Regions from separate parts of the Macaca mulatta genome. Here region 2 is linked to region 1. Evidence: chromatin contacts called from public Micro-C data. All regions are on one chromosome and are shown on one strand. Each heading gives the region's core, a stretch centred on a gene start, on an enhancer-like site or on the middle of the called end of the contact. The rest is flanking DNA. Distances are from core to core; before and after follow the strand shown. Region 1 holds the start of OPTN (optineurin). Region 2 holds the start of MCM10 (minichromosome maintenance 10 replication initiation factor).

What was found. A called contact is a pair of places that touch in the nucleus more often than the background predicts.
Region 2: a contact with region 1 is called in a Micro-C map of CD4 T cells, with 12 times the contacts expected there. The contact joins the promoter of MCM10 here to the promoter of OPTN in region 1. A contact is called at or near these places in 5 of 14 Hi-C or Micro-C datasets (CD4 T cells, blood, cortical neurons and 2 more).

The regions. Positions count from the first base shown.
Region 1 is chr9:14,658,456-14,664,997 of T2T-MMU8v2.0, forward strand. It overlaps OPTN (optineurin), which reads left to right and starts at 4,022. Exons shown (of 15, transcript NM_001032897.1): 1 at 4,022-4,099.
Region 2 is chr9:14,716,704-14,723,469 of T2T-MMU8v2.0, forward strand. MCM10 (minichromosome maintenance 10 replication initiation factor) reads left to right here and starts at 2,932. Exons shown (of 20, transcript XM_077945771.1): 1 at 2,932-3,044; 2 at 5,832-5,916. The coding sequence starts at 5,910.

The DNA.
Region 1 (6,542 bases), core at 2,772-5,271:
CTCAGATGATCCTCCCAAAGTGCTGGGATTACAGGTGTGAGCCACCGCCCCAGGCCTCTTTACTTTCTTTAAACCCAGTTCTACAGGGGTGTAGGGAAACCTATTTTCAGGCACCACTGGGGTCTGGAGAGGGGAGGTCTCCTTCTCTGAGGCCATGCAAAACTCCAGGAAGGCTTTTGGTACCCATTGAAGTAAGGGCCATTTATTTTTCATCCCAGCAACCTTGCCACTGATACCCTCATTATCAAATGGTTCTTCTAGGGAACAGGTTCTGCTGTTGCCAATGACAAGCCTGGGCAGCAGAATCTGCAGAAGGTTCCCGAGGTCCAGTAGGTGCAACCCAAGAGCTTGCTGTCTGTTTGGGTGCTGCAGGGACTAAGGCTTGAGTCCTTGAGGCTCATAAGACCACCATCCCACTCCTCCTCCCAATCTGGTGGCGGGGGAGTCATTCCTCCCTCCAACTGCTGTGAAAGCCTCCACCCCACCCAGCTCTGGCTCCTCTTCCTCCGGGACATCTGGGGTAGATCATGGATATATTGAGATCAGGCTTTCTCAAAAGACAAGAAGAAAGGCTGTACTTCTAAGAGCTGTTGCCAGGAGTCCAGCCAACACTCCTGAAGGTAGGAAGCCCGAAGGGACTCGTTGCGAACTCCAAACAGAGGAGATTGGGGTGGAAAGGAACACGAGGAACATCAAACACGGATTAGGATCTCACTAAACACCCTCCCACACTGCTCTACATTTACCCACCACAAAACCACATCAGCAAATCAGCTAAGAGCATGCTATTATTTCAGTGTTTTCACTGCATTTAGATTCCATCTACCCATGGAAGTGTGCAGGAGGATGGAGTCACCAAACGGGACGATCCAGGCTAAGAAACAGCACCAGCTCTAACACAAGCAACAGCAACAAACACCATGTGCCAGGCATTTTTCTAGGTGTTGAATACATATTTCCTCTTTAATCCTCTCAGCATCCTTAGGTGAGGGCTGTGGGTCCAAATGCCTTATTTAAAAATTTGGGGTGGCTCACACCTGTAATCCCAGCATTTTGGGAGGCCAAGGCGGGTGGATCACCTGAGGTCAGGAGTTCAAGACCAGGCTGGTCAATATGGCGAAACCTCATCAATACTAAAAATGCAAAAATTAGCTGGGTGTGGTGGTACATGCCTGTAATCCCAGCCGCTCTGGAGGCTGAGGCAGGAGAATCGCTCCAAACCAGGAGGTGGAGGTTGCAGTGAGCTGAAATTATGCCACTTGACTCCAGCCTGGGCAACAGAGCAAAACTCTACCTCAAAAAATAAAATAAAACCTTTGGGTCAAGCCCTGCTTTAGAGTCCAGAATTTTGGGGATTTTCAAAAGGCTATTCAATGCATGGGATTTATATCACATAACACCCTGACAGGGTCTGACGCAGTTCTCCTATTGACTAATCGATTTTCCTTCACAAAACAAATTTAAAAATCACATCAAGGGATCTAAATAAAGACTGTAAATAGTTTTCCATCAGTTGGGTCAGGTCAGGAAAAAAGGTTTGGTCCTTAGAACTTTCTGGATTTGGGAGCGTACTATACTCCCCATTTTACAGATAAAGGGAATGAGGAAGGGTAAGATGAAGTAACTTGGTCAAGGTCCTGTAGCTAAGAAGTGGCTGGGGGGGAAGTGTGTGTGCATGGGTGTGTGTAGTGCCTCAGGGCACTCCCCATCCCCGCACCCCACCACTGGGAGCAAGGGTTCAGGAGGAAACAACTTTGACTGCTTTCTCTACCAGAAACTCACCTTGAGCCTCCCACACCAAAGTCATGGGCAGCTTGCGGGTGACCTCCTTCCCTTGGCTCATAGTTTCACTGATGCTCATTTTAATTCACTTTCATAGGGTTGTTTTGTTCTCGTTTTGTTTTTGTTCGAGACAAAGTCTCCCTCTCGCCCAAGCTGGAGTGCAGTGGTACAATCACAGCTCATTGCAGCCTCTCCCTCCTGGGCCCAAGCAATCCTCCTGCCTTGACCCCCCAAAGTGCTGGGATTACGGGTGTGAGCCACTGTGGCCCACCTATAGGGTTTTAAATAGTAAAAGGAGCCTAGTGAAGTACGACTTACCCCCAGGAACCCCTTACAGGCCCCGGAGGGACTCTCTTCCCCCGATCCCAGGGTACAGCTGTGACGCCATCTTTTCTGCCTGGATTATCCCAGTAGTTAAACAAAAATTAGAGAACGTCATTCCATTTCTCTCTGTATATATTTTTCCAAGCCCTTTTCACGAATGATCAGTTATTTCCTGCACTGAATTTTTATTTTTATTTTTATTTTTTATTTTTTTTGAGACAGAGTCTCACTCTGTCACCCAGGCTGGAGTGCAGTGGCACTATCTCGGCTTACTGCAAGCTCTGCCTCCCCGGCAAGCGATTCTTCTGCCTCAGCCTCCCGAGTAGCTGGGACTACAGGAGAGCACCATCATGCCTGGCTAATTTTTGTATTTTTAGTAGAGACAGGCTTTCACCATATTGGCCAGGCTGGTCTCAAACTCCTGACCTCGTGATCTGCCTGCCTCGGTCTCCCAAAGTGCTGGGATTACAGGCGTGAGCCACCGCGCCTGGCCCTCCTCCACTGATTTAAAAAAAAATTTTTTTTTTTAAATTCTCTTTCTCCCCACTCCCACCCCCAGGCTCACTCCTTATAAAGCAGCCTCTAGCCTCATCTGCCCCTCCTACACCACACCAACTCGAGGGCCCGGAATTGGGTCTGGGGCAGTCCCTGACTTGCTTGCTTCCCTGCCTTGCTCTTGCGGTTAGCCTCAGGAGCAGGGTTGAGGGTCAGGCTTGGTCAGGCAGCGGGAGGTCCAGACAGTGAAGCGGAATCCTTCGGAGATACCAGTAGAGGGCGCATCTGCCTTTTTCTATTTCAGATTAGAGTTTTTTTGCTTTTGTTTTTCTCTCTCTCTCTCCTTTGCGTTTCCTTCCTGACAGTGAGCAGCGTGGATGCGCAACCACGTGCTCTTATTCTCACTGATTTGGGCGGTGCCAGCGCCTCCATTTGTAAATCTAGTTCTTCCCGGATTTCACGCCCTTCTTGGGTTTAGGCACGAACTTGCCCCCAGGCTTCTCCCAGGCCACCTGGGTCCCCGTCCTCATTTCTGTTTATTCCTCCTGCACGAGGGTCCCGGGGCCGGCAGCACCGCCTGGCCCAGGCCTCGACCTCGCGATCGGACGCTGCGCGTGTGGGTGACCGCGTCCCTGAGGCGCTGCCCGGGTGCTCGGGATGCACACAGGGCGGCTCTCCCTCCTACCTTGTCATCCTACTGTCTAATCCGGGGACAGCTTCCCTCCTCCACACCAGCGAGGCTGCTTCCCAGATGCAATCCCCGCGCACCCGTGAATCCCGGCGCCGGACACCTGGAGCACCCGGAGGTTAGCGGAGCCTGTTTTCGGTAACAAGAGCCCAAGAAGCATCCTGCAGGCTTTCTGCTTTTTGAGTGTATTTTAAAGCGAAAACGGGTGGAAAGCTATGTATGCTCAGTTAACTATGTCTAGATGTAAGCGTTTTTTAAAAAAACACAGATGGAGGCCTCCCTCCGAGGATGCCTGGGATTCTCCTCTTTCTGTGGGCGGCAGCGACCCCCCTGCGGCTCTAGCCTCCACTAAGGGATCTGCGGGGAAGACACAGGGAAGACCAACTCCGCACACTGGATTTGATTAATGATTTATTTTGATTAACGCCGTCACAGTGACGCCTTGGCGTAGTCCCTGTTCACCCGGGTCCCAGCCTCGACCCCGCACGGACCGCGAGGGTGGGTAGCTGGGGAAGGACGCAGGAAAGGGGCGGGGCGGGGCCTGGGGTGGGCGGGGCCTGGGGCGGGGCCCGGGAAATTCCCCGGCGCGGGCAGGGAGCGGCTGGCGGTCAGCTGAGCGGCGCTGGGCGGGGTCGCGAGGCCGCGCATCAGCCCGAGGCTCCCCAAGCCCTGGTGCCCCAGCCGCCGCCGCCGGCGCCGCCGCCCCCCGGCAGGTTCCCTGGTCAACGTCCCATCCCGGTCGGCAGCTCTCTCCAGGCGGCACGATGCCAAGGAAGCAGTGACCCTGAGCGAAGCCAAGCCGGGCGGCAGGTGAGCCAGGGCAGGAGGCTGCAGAGGTGGGCGAGGGGGCGGCGGCTCCTTCCCGACGGGCTCTTCTCCAGCCTGAAAACGGTTCCCGCCGCCCTGCCCCGCGGCCCGGAGCCTGTCGGGGTGAGGGTGGCGAGGGGTGGGGCGGCCCTCCCGCGAGACTGCTGCCCTGGGAGGATCCCCAGGCCCCGGCGGGTCCTGACCTGGTGGGAAAGGGTGGGTAGTGAACAGAGGGTGGGTCCAAGAACCGTCCAGGGCCGGCCTGGCGGCCACAGGTAACCCCTCTGCAGGTCACCCGGAGGCTTGGAGGTGACGTCCTCCCGCAGGCTGGGAAGGATTCCGCAGCCAGTTCCTGCCCATAAGGAGGAGGTGGTTACAGACACACCTGTGGGAGACGTGGGACCACTACTTGAGCTGAATGAGGTGCCCAGGGTCCGTACCACAGAGTGACCCCTTTCTAAGGGGGTGGGAATCCACATAGACTACTGTGTCTGGGAGAGTCTGTACACTCTATATAGAGAGAATATTTGATGAGGCCGAGAACCCCAAAGGAATTGTTTTTGCCATCGAAATGTATAAGCTACAGGCAGTAAACATCACTCAAAGAAAATGAAACCCAGGTTCCGGCCTGGCCTCCACCACCAGGAAAACTGTTGTATGGAAATGTACACCATGGAACTGTTTGTAAGGATGAAATGGAAAATGAAAGCATAGAAAAGTAAGGCAATGTGAGAACCTCAGAAGCCTTTGGAGCTGGTTAGCAAGGTGCAGGCAGTGTGAACAGAAGAACCCACCTTGCTCTTTTGACCCAGGGAGAGAAGAGTTAGCGGGGCCAGGCTGCCTCCCAGGACAGGTGCAGTTTTGGGGCAGGGGCTGGAGAGGTCCCAGGGCAGACGCCAAGGCCAGGGATTGCCCTGGAGTGGACAAGGCAAGTTTAAATGTGACCTTTAGAGAGAGGACGATCATTGATTTAAGTCCTGGCATAACTGATCTGTTTTTCCACTGGGCCAATTTTGGGTGTTCTTTATATATTATGTACAACACTGTAAAAGTAGCAGCTTCTTTTTTATAAATTAACCTTTAGGTTGCATATTATGCTAGGAATATAACTAACCTAACCTCCCCCGCCTCCCGTCTCCGGAAAACCAAACTTTATTCTGGAAGGCAACTGGACACTGTATTATGTCCTGCTGAACTCCCGCCCTTAGGTAGACGCGTGTAAGTATTCTGGCCATGAAATACACCTTCTGTTTTTTAGAGATTTGGCATATTTGATATATGTTCTTTGGAATTTATGAAATAGAAAACCCAAAGGAAAAGGAAAAATATTAAATTCTTTAAAAAAAACATTTCATTTAGAAAGAAAAAATTATTTTAAAAGCTTTGGTTGTTACCACTTTGACATGTGTATGAGGATTATTAGCATCTGTGTTACGAAGTGATACCCAGATGACTTTGCAGTGACAGAAAAAAAGCACTTCTAATTTTTCAAATAAGTTAGAAAAGTGGATTTCGAGAATCTGGATGTAAATGCCGTGGAACTGTGGAGAAACTCCTAACAACACTAGCATGCTGAGTTTGTCACCTACACAGCAGAAAGCATTTTACAGGTATTACACTTAAAAATACCTCATTATGCTATATTTTCAATTGATTTCGACATTTACTGCAAACCTGCTATGTGCCAGTCTCTAGTAAGAATAACGTGGAGAGAAAGTACACGGGCAAACGATAGCAGTAATTTCAGAGTGGGCGGAGGAGGTGGAAATGCAGAGTGTTCTTGGGTGCTCGGGTAGGGAACAGTTCATATGACACAGGACATCATATTTAAGCTGAACATTGATCTGTCCAGTGGAAGTTTGCCAGGACACAAGGGGAGCCAGACATTTCGGGCAGAGGGCAGAAGAGAGGCAAGGACGCAGAAACAGAAGAATGCAGAGAACCGCGAGCTCTTTAACGTGCCTTGGGTATGAGTGTTTTGGTGGCAGGAGGTGACTCTGCTGGGTCATTTGGGCCTGGGCCCTGAAAGGCCACATTTATCTTGCTAAGAAGCTGAAAGTCTGTCTTGTACGGGAAGGATGCACTCAGGGGACTGACCTCATATTGCAAAAGAAACCATGAGGGCAACAGGACTGAAATTGACAGGGCTGAAAGTCAGTCATTTAGGAGGCTGTTAAAATATATTCAACAGATATTTACTGAGCCCTCCGTTCTATGTGGCAAGTAATGTTCTCAGTCCTGGGGATACAGCAGTGGACAAAATAGGCAGAACCCCTGTCCTTTGTGGAGGTCAGTGTGGCTGTGGTACAGACAAGATAAGGGCCTGAACTAAGCCTGTGGGGATGGAGAGGAGGCAGTGGATTTTAGAAACACTTAGGAGGGCCAGGCGTGGTGGCTCATGCCTGTAATCCCAGCACTTTGGGAGGCCGAGGCGGGTGAATCACTT
Region 2 (6,766 bases), core at 1,682-4,181, 57 kb after region 1:
CGCCCCATCCTCCTCCTACCGCCGCCGCTGCCCTCTCCTCTCCTCTCCTGTCAGTAGCTCAGGCTCCGGGATGGCTTCAGGTTTCCCTCGCCGCTATTTTGATTCCTAGAGGGAGCAGGAGGGACTCGGCCTCTTTTGTTTGTTTTTTTTGTTTGTTTTTTGAGACAGTTTTGCTTTTGTTGCCTAGGCTGGAGTGCAATGGCCAATCTCGGCTCACTGCAACCTCCGACCCCCGGGTTCAAGCGATTCTTCTGCCTCAGCCTCCCGAGTAGCTGGGATAACAGGCATGCGCCACTAGTCTGGCTCATTTTTGTATTTTTTAGTAGAGATGGGGTTTCACCATGTTGGCCAGGCTGGTCTCGAACTCCTGACCTCAAGTGATCTGCCCGCTTCGGCGTCCCAAAGTTCTGGGATTACAGACATGAGCCACCGTGCCCGGCCCACTTTTATGATATTAAAGGGCTCTGTGATAAACACCCTCCACCGCCCAAAAAAAAGGTTAAGGACCACTGCAATATGGGCTCTTTGCTTTAGATTTCATTTTAGATAGATGTTGATGACTGTCAGAGCTGTTCTTTTTTGGCCTTCGTTTGTATTCTAAGGAGAGTACAGACCACTCCTTAGAACCCCAGATCTGGAGATCAAGCTGGGGGTTGGCTACCGTGCCTTTCTCATTCTGAAATAGAAAACTAAATCTATCTTCTCCCCTAAACCTGTTCCGTTCTTCCTGTGTCTCCTACTTCAGTGCGCAACCTCAAAAAGTACCCTATTGTGTAAATCAGAAACAGTCATGTTAAACCTCTCTCCCCATTCCCTCTCTGCTCCCTTCTCGCTAATATCTCCACATTCAATAGATGTTTTTAAAATATAAACTCAAGATTTTATTGTCTTCATAATAAAAGAAAACATGATAGAACTGGATCACTTGGCCATTTCTCTTCTTATCTCCTCCCAGTTCAAAATGCTTTGCATCTTTTAATAGCCAACATTCTCTTAGAGCTGCAGCTGGACTCAACGCACTCAAGCCTTAGCACAGTCTTCTGTAGTTTTAGCCTTTTCCCGGAAAATCGGCTTAGTTAGCCCACCATGGCCACTCTGCTTCCTGTCATAACACCGCTTTCCCTGGGCATACACAGAATCCTTGTCCTTCGTGAACTGTGTCACTTTGTGGGGTTGGTGCTTGCCACACTTCTTATAGAAAGTCCGGTGGGTTTTAGGAACGTTCATAATGTTTGTGTGAGCGCTATCGGCCTGGAAAAGCCACATTCAATGGATTTAAAAAAATCTCTTTGAGGCCGGGCGCGGTGGCTCAAGCCTGTAATCCCAGCACTTTGGGAGGCCGAGGCGGGTGGATCACGAGGTCAGGAGATCGAGACTATCCTGGCTAACATGGTGAAACCCCGTCTCTACTAAAAATACAAAAAACTAGCCGGGCGTGGTGGCGGGCGCCTGTAGCCTCAGCTACTTGGGAGGCTGAGGCGGGAGAATGGCGTGAACCCGGGAGGCGGAGCTTGCAGTGAGCCGAGATCGCGCCACTGCACTCCAGCCTGGGAGACACAGCGAGACTCCGTCTCAAAAAAAAAAAAAAAAAAAAAAAAAAAAATCTCTTTGCCTAATTGTTTCTCAAACTCACCTCCACTTCTTTTCTCAACGTCACCACTATACTAATTCCAATAAGAAGTGCTTGATTCCTCATTTAAGGAAGGTTTGCGGGTTTAGATTGGTTCTGTTTCTGACTCCTTGCATGGAACTGGATGCAAAGAGGACCTGGACAGTCAAGGTGAAGAAAAGAACTTCGGAGTACTGATCAGAACTGGTCAAGGAATTTCTGCATAATGGCTAAGAATAAATCTATGATGAAGCTTTTTAAAAATAACTAGATGTAGTGATGCATTTAAACACACTTTTGCAACTTGATTGCTACAGTTCCTCTATTACTATGAATTTTTCACACTAGCAGCTCTCAGAAATGGTTTTATTGCTATTCCTGAGCCAATATAGATTTAAATAATATAGGCGTAAATAATAGGGCTGAGCTCATAAATGGAGCAGTAATACTCCATTAGGACACAGGAAAAAAGTCAACGTAGATGGCATCAGGACTGTTTATCTTCAGTCTTCCTAAAGTCGATTTTAATTGTTCTGACAATGAAAGTAGATAGTGGATAGAGATACGATCTTATACCAAAAGGATTATTAGTGGGGGAACTGCAGTACCTGAATAGTGTCTGCAAGGAGGAAAAGGGGGGGTGGGAAGACTCAAAGTGGTCATTTGGTCCGTCAAAGTCTCTTCTGCTATCAATCCCTTGAAATTATGTAAAAGCTAAATGTTATTCTGCATTTAGAAACTATGTTGTTATTATTATGTACAAACACTATTTTTAAGAATGTAAATACATAAAGAGGTCTGCATTTTACTGCAAAAAATTCTGTGAAAGATATGGTCTGCTGATAAGTTCTCTTCAGCCCTGACGCCCCTTAGAAGTCCCAAAAATCTATGGACCAGGAATTACTCGGGAAATGGTGGTTTCAGTGTAAAAGATGTCATCTACCCTTTCCCTCACTGCACAGATGGTGAAGGGGAAACTGAGAGAGATAAGTCACTTCCCCAAGGCCAGACGGGGTAAAAGTGGACCGTATCTGTTTGGTCCTGAGCCCAAACATTTCGAATGGACACAAGGCTGACAAAGGAACAGTCGGTCCCAGAGCGTCAGGAGTGGAACTTGACCACAGGAAAAATACTGGGTGGGACGACTTAAACTTCCAGGCACCAGAGGGCGCCAGACACTCTATTTTACCTAAAGGAGACTGGCTGCTACCGACAGGAAGTGCCCTTGCCCTCAACAAAGAGGGCGCCCAATGACGTAAACCAATCCGATTGCTCTGCGCGAGGGCCTGGGGTTCGCTGACGTAGCCAATCAGTGTGGTCCCACAGCCGCGTGCGTGTGACGTCAAGGCAGGGGCGGAATCCGGTTGGAATTTTGGCGGGTTAGTCTGTGGACCAAGAAGGCGTCCCGGCACCAGTTGAGGAGCGCAGACCCCAGGCATGCGGGTGATCCTCGGGCGGCGGGGCCGGGGCCGCCTCGCATGTCTGTGCGCGGGGTGCAAGGGATCTGAGGGCGAGAGGCGCGGGGTCTTGGGAGCTCGGGTGGGCGCGATCTGGATTTGGCGGCAGCTCGGGACCGCGCGGGGCTGGCATGGCCGGGCCGGGGGCTGGGAGTCGCCGGCCGTCTACTAAGGAACCGGGTTCTTCTTTTTAAAAGCAGCCTTTTAAGTGCTTGCCAAGTGCCTGCCGCCTGGGCTTGCTTTTATTCATTGATTCATTCATTGATTTCTTGTAGTCATGATTTGCTAATGATTATTGAACGCAGATGGTGTGCAGGGCTGGGATCACATTTACGCTGCCTTCACGGCGCTTACAGTTTAAAGGGACGAGCAGGCAATAAACAAATGCACGACAGTGGACGACTCAGGGTCGTCCAGAAAGTCTCAGAAAGATGAATAAGTGGAGACTAAAGGGCGATAAGGACCTGGGGGGAGCTTTCTTCCGACAGAGCCTGAGACCTCAAAGCAACTTAGTGTGTTCCAGAAAGTGGAAACGGGCTGGCCCGGCTGGAGCATTGTTTTGGGTGTCTGGGTGGGTAGAATTGGACGTGGTGGATTGTGGAAAAGGTAAGGGAGTAGAAAGCTTGGAAAGGGAGAGAGAATATGTATCATTGCCTCGCAGGCTTTGCAGATTTTGTTCTAAGGGCAATGAAAAATCATTAAAGAATTTCAACGAAGGGACCCCCATGATCTGATTTATGTTCCTAAAAGGTTACTAAGGAAAGGGAAGGTTGCTGTGGCTGTTGTATGGAGAATAGATTGCAGGGGGACAAAGAGACCAGCATAGAAAGCTAACACAGTCATCGGGTGAAAGGTTGATGGTGGCTTGGCCTAGGGTTCTGGCAGTGAAGTTGGAGAGAAGTGGTAGATTTGAGCAGTGTTTTGGAGATGGAACCACAGTACTTGTCAGTGGCCCTGGATTTGAGGGCGAGGGAGGGTGCACAGTTTCATTTTGGGGGAAGGCGAGGCAGGTTATAGACTTGAACAAGACAGTTTGCTCCTAACCCTCAGGAAGCTTACTGTCCAATAGATTCCCCAGTAGATAGCCCAGTGTGTGGCACATGAGGGGGCCGTGGAAATGTTTGTTGAATGAATTTTTTAAAAACGACCAGCCGTGGTGACTCACGCCTGTAATCCCAGCACTTTGGGAGGCCCAGGTGGGCGAATCACAGACCAGCCTGGCCAAGACGGTGAAACCCTGTCTCTACTAAAAATACAAAAAATTAGCTGGGTGTACTGGCAGGCGCCTGTAATCCCAGCTACCTGGGAGGCTGAGGCAGGAGAATCACTTGAACTCGGGAGGCGGAGCTTGCAGTGAGCCGAGATCGCGCCACTGCACTCCAGCCTGGGCGACAGCGTGAGACTACATCTCAAAAAAAAAAAAAAAAAAAAAGCCCGCGCGCGCGCGGTCGCTCACGCCTGTTATCCTAATACTTTGGGAGGTCGAGGCGGGCGGATCATAAGGTCAGGAGATCGAGATCATCCTGGCTTAAAAGGTGAAACCCCGTCTCTACTAAAAATAGAAAAAATGAGCCCGGCCTGGTGGCAGGTGCCTGTAGTCCCGGCTACTCGGGAGGCTGAGGCAGGAGAATGGCGTGAACCCGGGAGGCGGAGTTTGCAGTGAGCCGAGATTGCGCCATTGCCCTCCAGCCTGGGTGACAGAGACTCTGTCTCAAAAAAAAAAAGCGCCTTTGGGAGGTCAAGGCAGTCGAATCACTTGACGTCAGGAATTCAAGACCAGCCTGGGCAACATGGCAAAACTCTGTCTCTACAAAAAACTCAAAAATTAGCCGGGTGTGGTAGCGCACACTTGTAATCCCAGCAACTTGGAAGGCTGAGGCAGGAGAATCGCTGGAGCCTGGGAGGCGGAGGTTGTAGTGAGCCGATGGCACCATTGCACTCCAGCCCCAGCGACAGAGCAAGATCCTGTCTAAAAAAAGAAAAGAAAGCACCCTAATCACTGTAATTAGTTCTTTGACATTGAACTTGCCAAAGAGCACATGTAAGTTAAATAAGAGCCTAGAAAAATTTATCCTTTTTTTCTTGCAGTTTAAAAAATCTTCTTAAATGAAAAGAGAAGTGCACAGAGTGATACAACTTTGTCTTAATTAGTGTGCTGTTTCTCTGTGCTTTGCTGACAGTATTGAATCAAAATCATGATTGTCACTAAGGCTGCGACTAAGCAGAATCACACAGTAAGCTGCCGTGGATAATGCAGATGTCAGGTGTGTTACAGTGAATAAAATGAGAGAATAGCCTAATTTAGATCGACCCCAATAATTCATGTGTGTGTGTCATTTTTTAAAAAGAGACCAGGTCTTGCTATGTGACCAGGCAGGTCTCAAACTTCTGGCCTCAAGTGATGCGCCCATCTTAGCTTCCCAAAGTGCTGGTATTACAGGCGTTGAGCCACCGTGCCCAGCCAACCCCAATAGTTCTTCCTCATAATTTATCTCATCCATGTAATCTAGTGCAATACAAACTGCTCTGCATCTCAATGAATTTCTGTAACCTCAGTTTAAAGACAAGTAAAAGTGAGCTGGTTACATCCAGGGAGGGAGATGGCATTGGTGGTGTGGAGAGAGGAGGCGGGACGTGGTCAGATTCTGGATGAATTCTGAGGTTAGAGCCCAGAGGAGTGGTAGGATTCTGGGTTTGCTGGAGGTGTGTGTTGTGAGTGAAAGAGAAGAATTGAAAGTGACGTTTCTAATATTGATTTCACACAGACAAGATTCTACATTGCTCATCTCCTGGGCACCTGAGCCTCCTTTGAAGTTTCCTGTCACAACTGTCCTCTTGACGGCATGGATGGTAAGGCCTGGCAATTTTCTGTTTCTCTGTTTCAAGGAAAACTACCCTTTTGTCCATGGACTTGTTATTTATTCCACTTGTGAAATGGTGAAAATGCTCCCCAGCCCTCAGGTATTGTCTTAGAGGTTCTGAAGCAATCTCACATCTCACAGAGGTCACTGAATGTTACTTGCTTTTATCAGATGAGATTTCTTCTGGCAACAGTGATTGTCTTTCATAATTACAATAGCTGGTAGGTGTACAGTGGGCCAGGCACTGCTCCAAGATTCTTATGGAAATTAACTGATTCAGTCCTCGGGCAAACATATTTTATAGGCAGGAAAACAGGGATGTTTAGTAACTTGTCACAGTTCAAGCTGGCAGAGCAGGGCTTTAAACCAGGCAGTCTGACTTCAGAATTTACATTTGATAATGAAATCTGTTGAAGCGATTTTAGTGTAGCACTGACTTAAATTCTTATTAATATAATCCTTTCTAATTTTGTTCATTTTGCAAGGGGTGTATACAAAATGTTTACCTAGAAAAGAGATGTTGCACTAATTAGCAATCATCTAAAATGATTGTACTGGGCCGGGTGCAGTGGCTCACACCTATAATCTCAGCACTTTGGGAGGCCGGGGTGGTAGGATTGCTTGAGCCCAGGAGTTCGAGACCAGCCTGGGCAATAGAGTGAGACCTCATTTCTATTTTTAAAAAATTAAAATGATTGTGCTGGTTGTGAAGAGATCTAGTTGCATAATTGAACTCATAATCTGAAACTGGATTTTTTTTTAAAATTCAAACGTATTACACTTTGCCCTTTAAAAAAAAACTTGAAATTCCTCACACTGTGATGCACAGTGGCCCTCCG